Linked DNA regions of Mus musculus: region 2 is linked to region 1. Evidence: chromatin contacts called from public HiChIP or PLAC-seq data. All regions are on one chromosome and are shown on one strand. Each heading gives the region's core, a stretch centred on a gene start, on an enhancer-like site or on the middle of the called end of the contact. The rest is flanking DNA. Distances are from core to core; before and after follow the strand shown.

What was found. HiChIP or PLAC-seq counts read pairs in DNA pulled down with a chosen protein or histone mark.
Region 2: an H3K27ac HiChIP or PLAC-seq map of neural progenitor cells shows a contact between it and region 1, with 6 times the contacts expected there. The contact joins the enhancer-like site here to the promoter of Olig1 in region 1. A contact is called at or near these places in 5 of 39 promoter capture datasets (embryonic stem cells, frontonasal cranial neural crest, hematopoietic stem and progenitor cells and 2 more), 20 of 484 Hi-C or Micro-C datasets (astrocytes, brain, cerebral cortex and 12 more), 13 of 115 datasets of contacts at active chromatin or transcription factors (astrocytes, embryonic stem cells, forebrain and 5 more) and 3 of 9 other capture datasets (adipose tissue, embryonic stem cells and pancreatic islet).

The regions. Positions count from the first base shown.
Region 1 is chr16:91,265,318-91,272,243 of GRCm38.p6, forward strand. Olig1 (oligodendrocyte transcription factor 1) reads left to right here and starts at 4,452. Exons shown (of 1, transcript NM_016968.4): 1 at 4,452-6,622. The coding sequence starts at 4,560. The coding sequence ends at 5,342.
Region 2 is chr16:91,298,738-91,306,199 of GRCm38.p6, forward strand. No RefSeq gene overlaps it. Among named protein-coding and RNA genes, the nearest start is that of Olig1, 33 kb to the left of the region's middle. Within about 2 kb of position 5,649, at least 43 of the 459 cell types and tissues checked have an H3K27ac peak or open chromatin away from gene starts, as enhancers often do. A contact at or near this core is called in brain, cerebral cortex, cortical glia and 8 more, where this site is marked.

The sequences.
Region 1 (6,926 bases), core at 3,202-5,701:
GAGAGACACAGAGAGACAGACAGAGAGATACACACAATACACATACAGAAAGAGAGAGACAGATACACACACAGAGAGAGAGAGACAGGGAGACACAGAGACAGATACATACAGTACACATAAAGAGAGAGAGAGAGAGACAGATACACACAGAGAGAAAGACAGAGAGACACACACAGAGAGAGAGACAGAGACAGAGAGACAAAGAGAGACAGAGACAGAGAAATAGAGGAGAGACAGAGACACAGAGAGACACAGAGAGACAGACAGAGAGATACACACAATACACATACAGAAAGAGAGAGACAGATACACAGAGAGAGAGAGAGAGAGAGAGACAGGGAGACACAGAGACAGATACACACAGTACACATAAAGAGAGAGAGAGACAGATACACACACAGAGAAAGACAGAGAGACAAAGAGAGACAGAGACAGAGAGAAATAGAGAGAGGAGAGACAGAGAGACAGAGATACACAGAGAGACAGAGAATCACACAATATACATATGAGAGAGACAGATACACAGACACACAGAGAAAGAGAGAGACAGAGAGACAGACACAGAAAGAGACATAGAGGAGAGACAGAGAGACAGAGATAGACAGAGACAGAGATACACACAGTACACATACAGAGAGAGACAGATACACACACACACACAGAGAGAGAGAGAGAGAGAGGGAGAGAGAGAGAGAGAGAGCCCATTTGGGTGAAGACAAGAGCGTTGTTAGGGCTGGTGCAACTTGTTCTCCAAGCATGTCCTGAATGTGGGAGGCCACAGCAGCTGCCTCCCCTGAGACAGACTGCATGGGTCCCTGCCAGCGGCCACAGTGCCTCACTGGCCTCTGCCAGCTGTCATGCTTTGCATGCTGTTGGAGCTCTGGGCCCGGCACAAGGGGCCATCCAAGTCACCAGCTCCAAAGAATGCCAAATCCTGTGCCCATGTTGGGACCGTACGGCCACCCGGAACTCTCTTCTGGGGCCCTCCACTGGAATACCTAAATGCAGGCTGACTACCATTATCCTCCATGGGGGTGTGTGTGGGGGTGCTTGCTTCTCCTCCAAGAAGGGGCTGATGAAGTGAAGCCAAGGTTTAAAACACCCCTCCGGAATATCCACAATAAAAGTGTCTCCTGGAGGCAAGATTCTTGTTGCCCCTGCCTGTGGTTGGGAAACCTAGGGGGAACACTCTGGGTCATTGGGACTCAAGACTGGGTTCTGCCTCCCTATTTGACTGCCTAGGGCCCTGACTAGGGAGTGGGCAGAGAAGAAAGCCAGAGAGAGATCACCAAAGCTTGCCTGATCTAGTGCTTTGGACTATGAGGTCCAGAGGGAACCGGCTGGGCAGGGGCTGCCAAGGTGGCGTGGGATTTCTGGGGGTGGTGTCCCCATTCTTAATGAGCCTAGCTGGAACCCATAACCTTGTCAGTACTGGTTAGACTTCTGCTGGGCAATTCGTCCTTTATCCCTTCAGCTCTCTCCTGGAAGCTTGGCCAGGAAGAGGGGTTCTGAGAAGCCATTTACTGATAGAGAAGCTTTGCTTTTCTGTCTGAAGGCATTCAGTAGTCTAGTGCCCCCTGAGAATCTCAGTTTTATCATGTTTAATGGGGATCAAAAATGCCCAGCTACCAGGGTCCTGGGAGAGTCAAATGCAAGTACATGAAAACATTTCAAACAGAAAGCTCCACCTGAGGGTGACATGGTTAGTGAAGTGTTGAATTCTCTATTTCTTCAGTGTCACTTTGCTTCCCGTCTGGTACGATTTTGTTTTTCAACCCAGCTTTTTCTTCCAGCCACCCCCTCTCTTCCCAAGTGGGCTCCTATTGCCAGAGTCCTCTCTGAGTGAGCACCTTCGGGCGTTTGCATATTTCAGTGAGGAGCTTGTTGTTATTGTGAGCTAGCAGTGATTTCAAACCCACCTTCGCATCTCTTAGACACACAGGAGACACCAAAGCATGATACTGCTCTTCAGACGGATGTAGAGACAAACAGGTGCTCTGGAAACCATCCTGCCTGGACAAGATAATTTCTACACATAAGACAATCCAGGCTGGAGCAATACTGCCAGTGTTTGGTCAAGTATGTTGACAGAGGAGAGCTGGGGAGTATCCCAGGCAAAGAGGAAAGCTGTGTTGAGTCTGCACCAACGCAGGATGTTACAAGTTCACTTGGAGGTTGGAGGACCGATGTTGGTGAAAGAACATGGCCGTCTTGAAGTCAGCAAGTGTGTTCATAGCAAACGGCAGTTCTTACGGCAGGCACTCCTTCTTGTCTTCCATAAAAAGTATCCAGGGCGAAGTGCATCTTCTGCTAGGAGCTAGATCTGACCTTTCTGCCGTGGGAGGAGGACCCACATCTGCTGTTCTGCAGGTAACAACAATCACTGTTGTGCACCTGAAGCAACGAGTGTACAACTGGAGATGCATTTTATTCTGACCCTCATTTTATTATCTAATTCACAGTGACATAACGGCCTGATGCCACTTATTGGTCAGTGGGTTTTTAGATACCGTACAACTCTTCCTGAGGGACAGTTCAGGACTCTGACAAGCTGCAGGTGTATGCCCCACTTGTGTGCAGGGATGCCAGCTTCCACAAGGAATCCCATTGTGCTCGAGAAATATTTGGTACCCCCCTCAACAGGTAGGAATGTCGGGTGTTATGTTCTTTCTGATCAGAGGCCAGAGTGGGGTTTGCTTAAGGAAGAGTCAAGTCACTGATAAAAACAGCTCACATCCCTTTGGGGAAGGATGAGATGTTTTGTAACCCCAAAGACTCCTTCATCCTTGTAGACCTGTGGATCAGAGAGCTGGGGTGAAAGTAACGGAAAGTAACCATCCTACGCCCTGGTCAGGTAGACACACACATAGGAGCATTGTCCTAATAGCCCTGAGGTTGAAGCCACCCTCTGTGAGCTCAGATAAAGGCGGTGGTTACAGGAAATGTAAGACGTCCCTGGGAAGTGTAGTGAGCTATTTGGCTTTTTCAGCAGGAAGAATTCAGGCTGGGACTGCGTGGCTCTGTGGGTAGGGTGCTTGCCCTGTGTGCACAAAACCCTGGCTTCAGATCCACACCAGTGCATAAACTGGGCACGGTGAGTGAGTGCTTGTATTCCCAGGATCCGGGAGGCAGAGACAAGGAGGATCTTAAGTTTAAAGTTATCTTTTAATAAACACGGAGTGGGGCCCGACCTTGGATACAGGAGGAGAAGAATCGAGATGCGCGCTATATCTGACATGGATGAAGCCTGAACACATGCTAAGTCACCAAAATGAACAATGAGCCACTAAAAGACAAATACGACTGTGTATATGGGAGACAAATACGACTGACTGCCTATATGGGATTCCCAGAGAAAACAAAGTCACGCAGACACACCCCACCCGGGGTGATATTTACCAAGGTGGAGAAGTGGTTGTTTGTCAACTGGATATACCTGAAAAGAGGGAACCTCAAATGAGAACACTGACGTCACCAGATCAGCCTGGTGGACTCCTCGCTGATGCATTTTCTTTATTAATAATTGATGTGGGAGGGCCCAGCGCACTGCGAGCTGGCACCATTCCCAGCAGGTGGGCCTGTGCTCTATAAGAAAGGTAACCCGATCCTGCGATCCTGCGCCTGCAGAAGGAAGCAGGTTAGAGCTCCCCTCAGTTGGCTACTCTTGGTTCTTGCCTCTGTGCCTGCTAACTTCCTGAGTTCCTGAGCTAACTTTCCACAGTGAGGAGCTGTGATTGGCAGGTGTCAGCCAAGGGAACTCCCCCCCCTCAGTTTCTTTTGGTTCCAGTGCTTATCACAGCAGTGAGAACTAAGACAAGCAGAGGGGGTTTTCTCTTTAATGCTTACCAAGAGTTAGAGTTGCTGTTTTGATGGTTTAAGGGTTTAAGTTTTGCAAAAAGCAAACAAGTCCTGGCCATCTGTTGCAAAATCGTGTCAACAGTCAGGCGTTTTAACGACTGAACTGCGCACTCTGGGATGGTTACGTTTCATGTTATGAATATTAGACTGCATTTTTATAACAGCCAACCTCTCACTTTGGAGCCCAGATTGGCCTCCTCTCCTTCCTGCTTCAGTAGTTCCCAGCGATGGGATTACTGGCTGATCACATTTTACAAGGACAAATGTAACTATAAAAAGGGATGGCAATAGAGCTCGAGAGATAAAGGGAGGCAAAAGCCATTTTAGCCTGACCAGCTGAACTAGAATTCGGAAGGAACAATGTTTTGCCCTAAAGCTCCCTCCCTTGCCCTCCCAGGGCGGGCGCTGTGGCACCCGCGCAGGCGCCCCACGATAACCCTCTCTGGCAACTCTGGCTGTACCTCTGCTCAGGCGACCAATGAACACTCGCCTGTGGCCAAGCTCACGCCTCCATTGGCTGCACCCCGCCAACCGCGGTCCTCGCAGGTTCCCAAGCCGGGTTTAAAGGTGTCAGGCGCGCACGGCCCCTCACTGTCATCCGCCGGCACGCAGGTCCGCGGGGAGGGCGATCTGCCGACCGGCCCACCCCTGGGCGTTAGTGAAGGGCGCCCCGGGTCGCCCCACAGCCCCCGCCCCAGATGTACTATGCGATTTCCCAGGCGCGTGTGAACGCGGCTCCCGCGACCATGTTGCGGCCACAGCGGCCTGGAGACGTGCAGCTCGGGGCCTCGCTGTATGAGCTGGTGGGTTACAGGCAGCCACCTATCTCCTCATCCTCATCCTCATCCTCTTCCACCGCATCCCTTCTCCCCAAGCCTGCGCGCGAGAAGGCCGAAGCTCCGCTCGCTGAACCTCGGGGACCTGCGCCAGAGTCCGGGGGCGCCCGGGCCGACGCCAAAGAGGAACAGCAGCAGCAGCAGCTGCGGCGCAAGATCAACAGCCGCGAGCGGAAGCGCATGCAGGACCTGAACTTGGCCATGGACGCGCTGCGCGAAGTTATCCTACCCTACTCGGCAGCGCACTGCCAGGGCGCGCCGGGCCGCAAGCTCTCCAAGATTGCCACGCTGCTGCTCGCCCGCAACTACATCCTGCTGCTGGGTAGCTCGCTGCAGGAGCTGCGCCGCGCGCTCGGCGACGGTGCGGGACCCGCCGCCCCGCGCCTGCTCCTCGCTGGCCTGCCTCTTCTGGCTGCCGCGCCGGGCTCTGTGCTGCTGGCACCCGGTGCCGTGGGACCCCCCGAAACGCTGCGCCCCACCAAGTACCTGTCTCTAGCGCTCGACGAGCCACCGTGCGGCCAGTTCTCTCTCCCAGCTGGTGGCGCGGGTAGCCCTGGCCTCTGCTCCTGTGCGGTGTGCAAGTTCCCGCATCTGGTCCCCGCCGGCCTGGGCTTGGCAGCGGTGCAGGCCCAGTTCTCCAAGTGAGGGCTGGCTGGGCCCGGGGCGGAGCGCGACCTCAGCCAATCTTCCCGCGCCCCCGCGTCCTGGATCTAGGCAGAGCTGGCCCCAGAAAGGAGGACATTTCCAGACTTCTCTCCCAGACGACAGACTGTAGGGCGCCTTCTTCCCCGCCCCCACTCCCTGGCAATTAAAATAACCCAAGCGGGTGTTCCAAGGAGCGATGTAGTTGCTTGGGATTCTAGATGAATCCCACCTGTTTAGAGCCAGAAGTCTTCGCATCCCCACCACAACTCACCCACTGGCAGGGGTGACAACCCCCACCACCGCGGGCTATTCTCGTATCCGTGAGCATCGCGGAGTCGGGGAGGACGGTAGCCGGCCGGTGCGGTATAAGGGGGTTGCCCTGGGTGCAGCGAAAGGCTGCCCCCAGCTTGGTTTCCTGGCATGCTTCCGCTCCCTGGCCTAAGAGCTGCTCCCCAACAGTGTCTACCCAGAGGGGCGTCCTTTCCTTGTCCAGGGCCTGAGCGCACAGGCTCCCTTGCTCTCTCCAGCCAAACCATGCGGATCTAGGAGGTCTAGAAAGCCCAGGCCACCGGTACAAACATCAAGGGTGTTACGGATGGGCCGCTCTGGAAAGCCCAGGGTTTCCGAGCTGGATGTTACGCGGGTGCGCTCGGTTACCGCGCTCGGTGGTTGGGGATGCGAAGTGGAGAGGTTCCTCTCCACTCCCAGTTCTGTTTTTCAGGCTCGCCCAGGTGTTTTGTTGCAGTTTATGCTCCTTAAAACCTAAAACCCTTACTTAGTCTCCACTTCCCTAAAGGTAGCTTAACCAACGTTTGAGCTTGCTTGAAAACAAAATTCCAACCACGTTCCATGCCATCGGTGTTCGGACTTACTAAAATAGGTAGCAAGGCACGTCGTAGCGCAGGCTTATAAAATTCGGTCATTAACGTTCTCATTAAAGTAAGCGGAGTTGGGCGAGGATCCCAAACCGCCTACCCGCCGCGCTGCAGGCGGGAAGGCGCTGGCACTTCACAGGCTGGTCCTTAACCACAGCAGTGCGGCTGAAGAACTCCGTGGACGCGTGCGCGCGTGGGTGCCGCGTCTTGGCTTGTGACTAGCGTTAGGAAATTACCCAAGATTATTGCATAATCTTCACCAGCTTGCTTTGATTCTTTTTTATGTTGGAAGTTTTGGGTTGTTGACAGTAGCCGAATTTAACTGGCATTTTATTTGACCTCTAACTCTGTCCCTCCTGAACTGTACAGAAATCACAAAATAAAACGTCAACAGTTGAATTTTTACGTTTTTCGTCTGTTTGTTGAATAAAAATGTCCTTGTGTCCTGTTAGAGTCACAACGTAAGAGTGAAATCACAATGACTGGGTTTCCACATTTTAAAACTTGAATTCTTGACCTGTAAAATAATCCAATGGAGAGGCAACTGTGATTCAAATCCAGGTATCAGCTGGTCGTAGAAGGGCAGGGGCGAGCTGGTTAGAGGGGCAATGAAAAATCCAAGAGACTGGGGTTTGGCCAAACTCAGGAGATAGGGGCTCCTTTAAATATATCTTCTTCCCAGTGATATTCCCAGATGAATTAAGCCATA
Region 2 (7,462 bases), core at 4,399-6,898, 35 kb after region 1:
GTGGTTCCTCTCTTACAGGTGGCTGAACTGAAGGACCAGAGGGTTTAGTCACTTGCCTATGATCCCATGACCGTCAATAAGCAGAGATGCAGAGTAAGAGGTGTCCCTCGCTGGTAGATGGCTTGCCTAGCATGTGTGCTCTAACACTGTCAAAAATACAGGGAGCCATCAATAAAATGTTCCCTTTGTAAACAAGAAGACAGGAATTCAAATTCCAGAACCCTGGTAGAGATGGAGAATTGAGTCTCCAGAGATAGACTCTGGCCTCCGTGCATGCTTGGCACACACACACACACACACACACACACACACACACACACACACACACACACCTGTACAATATGACACACAGCAAATAAATAGTCTTGTTTTGTTTGTTTTTAAAGCTGAACATGGTAGTAAGAACTTGCCATTTCAGTGCCACAGAGGTAGAGACAGGCAGATCTCTGAGGTTCATTGGACAGACTGACCTTATCTGTGAGGCCCCAGGCCAATGAAATATCCTGTCTCAAAAACCAACAGGAATGACCCCTGAGGAGTGACAAGTGCCCTCTTCTTGTGCACGTCCAGCACAGGCACATTCGTACACACAGATAGAAACACACTGCACATTCTCACACACACCCCAAAATCACAGGAGACTTGAACCCCTGTGTGTGTGTGCATGTGCCAAGCAGTGTTCCGGAAGGCAGTACGGGCTTCAGCATGCAGGGAAGACTGGGGACAGTCAAGACATCAGAGGGAGCAGCAAACCCAGAGCAAAGGGCAGGAGGGGACAGTGGGCAGGGCAAAGGGCCCAAGCAGCCCTGGGAGAGATGATGTGTCTCTCTGGGGCCTTCTGCCTCCCTCAAGCTAAGCTTGACTCAGATTTTCCACCAGGTCCCAGACGAACGCTTTTTGGACAGCATAGGAACCTCTCAGGGGCCGTGCTCCACCTAGGGACTCTAGGTTCTATAGGGCGCTGACCAGACAAAGTTCACCCCTCGGAACACAAGGAAAATTCTCCTAATGGGCCTGCATCATTTGTAACAAACTAGACCCAGATCTTAGAGTCCCCACTTGACCCCTGCCAAGGCATGTGGAGGGTTTCCCATCAACAACAAAGAGCTCTTAAAAAGATGTCAAATTCAGATGACACATTTTGGGGTTTGGGTGCCCTTTGCCTGAAGTGTTTGCACCGACACCCACACCCGGAGGGGCAAATAATTCTCTGAGGTGACTGCAGGGAGAATTGTCCCTGAGGCCCCAGGGCATGCTTCCTCACTGATGGTTTCTGCTTCAAGCATATTTTGTGTTTATCTCAACCAATTCAAGGAAAAAGACTTTCTGTGGGCTCATGTGCTTGACCAAGTGTGTGTGTTACAGTCATCACTGGTGTTCAGGTGGCCTCTATTTTCACACCCAACTCTGCTGCTTCCCCCATTTGGCTGTCTGTCTATGGTCCGTCCGTCTGTCTGACCTCTGGCTAGATTATACCTCTTATCTCATCAAGGTTATTTGCTATTCCCACCCCTGAAACACATGCACTCAAGAGGGACAACAAAATCTCCCTGCATGGTCAGGCACTTGAGATGGGTTGGTTGGAAACATGACCATGCAGAAGAAACCTTGTGGTAGATAGATACCAGTCATCAATTCCTCCAGACCAAGTGTGACCTCGTGTCACCAAAACCCTTGGCCATCCCCATCAGGAACTGCTTCTGCTCCTGTGGGGCTGGAGAGCCCACTGCTCCTGGTGCATAACAGACCCCTCCAATCCAGGAAGACTGAAGAAACTCCTTGCCTGCATAATAAGGCAGGGGAGCCTGGCTTCAGTCCTTATCTCCCGCCTGGAGTGTGGGTCCATGTAATAACTGTAGGATATTTTACTTACAGAATAACCTACAAGGCAAGGACTACACACACACACACACACACACACACACACACACACACACACACACACACACACAGAGAGAGAGAGAGAGAGAGAGAGAGAGAGAGAGAGAGAGTATAGGGGCTGATCTCTGGGAGTAAAGACATCAGGATTGGATGGCCTCAATACCAAACTGGTGCAGATCCAAATTTTCCCCAATGAACAGGCAAAGTTTTTGAATTCCCTTTGGCTACTGCTGAAACACTCCGCTCTTCCTGGAGACTGCAGGAGGCTCGGATGGGGTGGTTGGGGCAGAGCACTGGGCATTAAGCTCCATCCTGGCTTCACATAAAGGAAGAAAACTCAAAACGCAGGGGCGGGGGGTGGGGGGGTGCAACTAAATTTAATTGGCTAGAAAGCAGGATTCCTGGGGTCTCCGCTTTCCCAGCTTCCAGAGACGGCTTTAAGAAGGGATTCTTCTCCGCCTCCCAGCACCAAAAAGAAAGGGTTGAGCTGGGGTGGTAATCCAGGTTTGGTCTGGCCAAGACAAATGACATACAGAACATGCAGTCTCTTTGCACACGGCATGTGCTTTCATGGAAGTGGAAGGGGAGAGAAGAAGGTGGGTAAGGGGGTGTAGAAAGGGGGCACTAAAAACAACTTGCTGTTTGCATATGGTCGGGCGAAATCTGTTTTGTCCCCGTCACTGTGCAGAGTGTCAGTAGTGGGCACCGTGTCGTGACAAGTTTCTTTCTTTCTTTCTTTTCTTTTTTTCTTTTTCTTTTTTTTTTTTTAAGTTAAGCTAAGCTCACCCCGAGCCTCGGCCCCCCGAGGTCCTGCAGCTTTAATTGTGTTCAGTATGATCTGGCGAACAATATGTCTTGATAAATGTGAATGGCGATCCCGCGCGCGGCTCCCCTTGGCATTGCCGCAAAGCCAGGCCTCGCTTTAGTGAACCCGTTCAGGAATGTGGGTTAATTCGGCCGACCCTTTTTACCCCCACAGCTCTGTTTTTGTGAGGTTGGCAGAAACTGACACGTTTTCTTTTGCTTAATTAAGTTGTTCAGTAGAAGGCTGGTCAAACAGTTGCATCTACGTGGGGAGTCTGGGGATGCGCAGAAAGCCGTGGGCGTTTCCAACATAAAAAGGGGGATTCTGTTATTGTTTGGGTGTAGACGGGTCATTTTTTCAAAGTTATTGCTGCCTGAGTGACCACAACCTTGCGCAGAGCCCTGAAAGGACATTAAAGCTGCTTAAACACAACCACCTTGGGCTCCAAAGTGTGTTTCTAAAAAGGAGAAAGAGATGCAGGGCGCAAGAGAAAGAACTAGGGCGATAGGAAGCAGTGGCGTTTGTGTGGAACTTTTTTCCATCGTAGACATTTCTATTTTATTTACGGCAAAGCACGGGCTCATTTAAATGAAAGACCCTAGGAATTGGAGCTGGGTAAGGTATAAGTCTCTCCTTTTAGTCAATCAAGACTGGTCGCCAAGGGGCTTGCCTTGGCCCTGAGCAGAAGAGTGGGTCTGGCCACCTTGTACCAGGACCAGGGCTGGTGAAATTCATCCCCAAAGCCAGCCAGTGACATTCCTGCTTTCGTTCTTTGTCGGTGTTATGACAACCACAGACAATATGGATCTCATGGATATTCAGAGTAACTGGGGATCTGGTCCCAGGCTCGCCCCATCTACTCCTCCATCTAATTCAAATTAACTTCAGCACCCATATGCAGGCCTCAAACCCATGTTCTGCGGGTATTATTGGATCACTAGAGTTTTCCTTATAGCACATGCTATGTGATAGTATTAAGAAAAGGCACGTGCCTAAGAAATGGGTTCTATTGCAAAGTGACCGGGACCTTGGGTGGATTCTTATCAATGCCTTTGTGCCTCAGTTTACCCATAGCAGCAGCTGTCCAGTGCTGTTTATAGAGCTTATCCCATGTCTTTCTCTGTGCATTTAGAAATCCCACAGACTTACCAAGCATTTGGCACCAGCATTATGTTGATCAACAATGCAATCTTCAAGTAATGAGCGCCTTATTCTCATTAGCTGCACATCTGAGTCGGGGGCGCTTGCATCCTCTGGGTCTCAGAGGAGGACCATTCTCCCGGCTACAGAGCAGCACACGCTGGTTTTTCCTCCTGAAGCCGGAGAGGACCACATAATAAAATGTTTCCTGATAGTTTCCCCAGGATTTACCACATCTTGTTAACAGACAAGGAGGAATGAGTTGATCATTTGGTGGATTTAAACTGTACGAATGGCAAGGGGATCTTTACGCCAGAAATCATCTATTTTGAGCTGTAGCCCAGCCCCAAGACCACTGACTATAAGCAATACCAGACATTGGCCAGACACTGCCAGAGCTCTTCCTATGCTCAGTGTGTTCAGGTTATACATATTCAGGTTCCCACCCTCCAAAGCACACACACACTCATACACACCCACACACACATGCACGCACATGCATTCACACACACATACATGCATGCACATATATATACGCACACATTTACACTTATTCACACACTTATACGCACATGCAGGCACACACACTCACACACACATGCATGCTTACAAATAAACATGCACACACACCCATCTGTGTTGCATGCTCACACTCATGTTTCAAGTTCCTTCCAGTCTGTCTATGGACGGCTGGATTTAGAAATTTCTGCTTGTGTGTATGCGTGACTGCTCCAGACGATCTTGGGTGCCAGTCCTCACCATTCACTTTAACACTGTACCCCTCTTCTGCCGTCTGCAGGCTAACTGGCCCACAGGCTTCTAGATAGTATGTTACCATCTCACAATAGGGTCTAGCCTAAGGCTAAAGACAAGCTACTGTGCACAGGACGTATCTGAGCTCTAGGGATTCAAAGCCTGGTCCCCATGCTTGTGTGGCAGGACTTTGTCCACTGAGCCATTTATCCAGATCCCAGAAGTTCTGTTGTGCATAACCATTTCCCAAATAAGTTGCTCGAGAAAGCTAAAGCCCAGTCACACAAAGAAAGTTACAAGTGTTCTTTCCAGATCTGTTGACGAACATTAAGAAGATCTGTAGGATGCTGCTGTCTGGCACTCCTAACTTATTCTCTCCCCAGAAGGACTGAAAGAAGTCACTGGAATCCAAATCTTGTTCCAGTCTACGGCTACGGGGCCATAATGATGATGTTGCCCGACTTATCTTCAAAAAGGTGACACTGAACCTACACACCCTCACATAGAACTCAGAAAGAACAGCTGTCCGACCAGTGCCAACGTCTCTTAGAGGACCGTGAGAGGCCAACGAAGGCCTGAGCAGATGGGAGCCGAGATGGCCTGCCGGCAATGGCCGCGAGAGTCCCGCCACCTGGCACTCTTCCTGCCGTCTGGAGGTGCTGTGTGTGGCAGGCGATCCTATGATCCCCACTCGCGGCAACAGGCCTTCTCCTCATCTCTGATTCTCTGACAGCCCGGGCAGATCTCTTGCTTTTGGCTTTTTAAAATCCAGGACACATTTTCTCTCAAAGTCACCAACTTCCAGCTGCCAGGGAGCTGGCCTTCCCCTCTGTTGCCCCACCACCACCATTATGTCTTCGAATCCAGAGAAACAGAAGGCCTTCCTCCGTGTGGGCAAGCCCGCAAGAGTTCGGAGTCTGCATTTGGGCCTTGGGACAGAGGGGAGGATTCACAAGAGCTGGCCAGAAGCCACGCCACTATCCCGGCCCTTGTGGCACCACACGGAGCTGTGCGGCTCCTAGGGACAAAGAGGGGTGTTTTCAGCAGCCCGACGTTCTGCTGACAAATGCATAATAAACTGACAGAAAGCAACCAAGCAGCATTTCAAAGCCCCCAGTTACAGGGGAGGCCAAGCCTGAGTGGGGATGGTCACTTTCTGCAGGTGTCAGGCCAGTGTCCCTGCATTTGCATGTATTTGCATAGACTGTCAAACAGTTGGCTGCCGGAGAGTCTGAGGAGGTCTGGACACAGCCCAAACCTGTCAGTGCCTTTCTCCTTGCCAGTCAAGGTTGGCTTTCGCTGCAATTAAAACAGGAAATGAATACTTCTGACATTGCAATAGACCCAGCCACAGCTGGGCCAAGTTAAATGGGAAGTGTGCTCTGCTTAGAAAGGGAAGGTGTGTGCTCAAACAAAAGAAGAAGAAGAAGAAGAAGAAGAAGAAGAAGAAGAAGAAGAAGAAGAAGGAGGAGGAGGAGGAGGAGGAGGAGGAGGAGGAGGAGGAGGAGGAGGAGGAGGAGGAGGAGGAAGAGAAGGAGGAGGAGGAGGAGGAGGAGGAGGAGGAGGAGGAGGAGGAGGAGGAAAAGAAGAAGGAAAAGAAGAAGGAAAAGGAAAAGAAATGACTGGTAGTGGTTTAAATGCAGAGGGCAACACCAAACATGGGTTTCCAAGAAAAACTAACATTTCACAATTCTCCCAAGCCTCTCTATTATAGTGAGAGGTGTGTGGGCAGCTCACCCCCTGACGGGTACTGAGTTGCCAAGCAAGAAGACCACTCCAGACACTTCACCTCCTATATCCAAAGTGTTGGGAAGAAGCCACTCCTGCAAGTGACACACAACACCCTATAAAGCTCCTCTGTGCTGCTCGGGATTGACAAATAGGTGGCCTGGTTCAGAGGGGGTGAGAAAATTGAGGAGGCTGTTGTTCCCCCACTGCATGGGCACACGGATTACAGATCATATTAGCATATGGATTGCGGTGGGAAAGAAACAAAAATCAGGGCCTCCACTACTGTAAGCATGAATGGCCTCTCAGGATGGAAGGGGGGCGGGGAGAGAAGAAAGCCGGTCAGAGGCAGCAGTTGCTTTTAAGAATATGTAAGATTTCTAGTTTCTGAGGTGCTGTGTTATAGCAGCTTTAAGCAAGACCTAACAATTTGTTAAATACTTCATCTCCAAACAGTGGTGGGTACTACAGTTTCATGAGCAGCAGATAATAGATTCTGTTTATTCGCCAACAATACCGACACTGTTTCGCCCCGGACTGCAAGTGGCTGAGCCATCTGGCTCCTATCTCCACAGTAAAACATTGTCCGTGACACAAAAAATGACTACATCCCCAGGACAAACTAGTGTGACCTCTAAATAAAGCCTTCCTCTGAAGCTATGATATCACACTGCACAGGGGACACCAGCACAATTGAATCTGGTCACCAAAAGCCCAAGTGAGATAGGACTATGTAAATGGGATTTTATAGGAGACGTTTTGTCCTCTGTGCAAACCATCGAGATCCGTCCACAGCACTGAAACATCTTTTTCATTCACCCTGAGGACAACAGTGTGCTTCTTTCTGGGGGGTTGGCAGTCCTCTTTCTCCGGCCCCAGGCCGAGGAAGCACACATCCGTGTCCCAGAGGTGGCACCTGCAGTCGGTCTCTGCTTCCAACAACATGTCACTGACGGCCCCACCTGCAGCAGCCTTTTAGCCGATATTTCACGAACAAGCGAGCCTTTCTCTTGCCTGCCAGGGAGAAGGCCCAAGCTTGCCAGCTTCTTCACAAATAGCTGAACAAGTCACCAGCAGCCTTGTACCACCTGAATGCTCGCTTCATGAGGCAGGCAAACACACACACACACACACACACACACACACACACACACA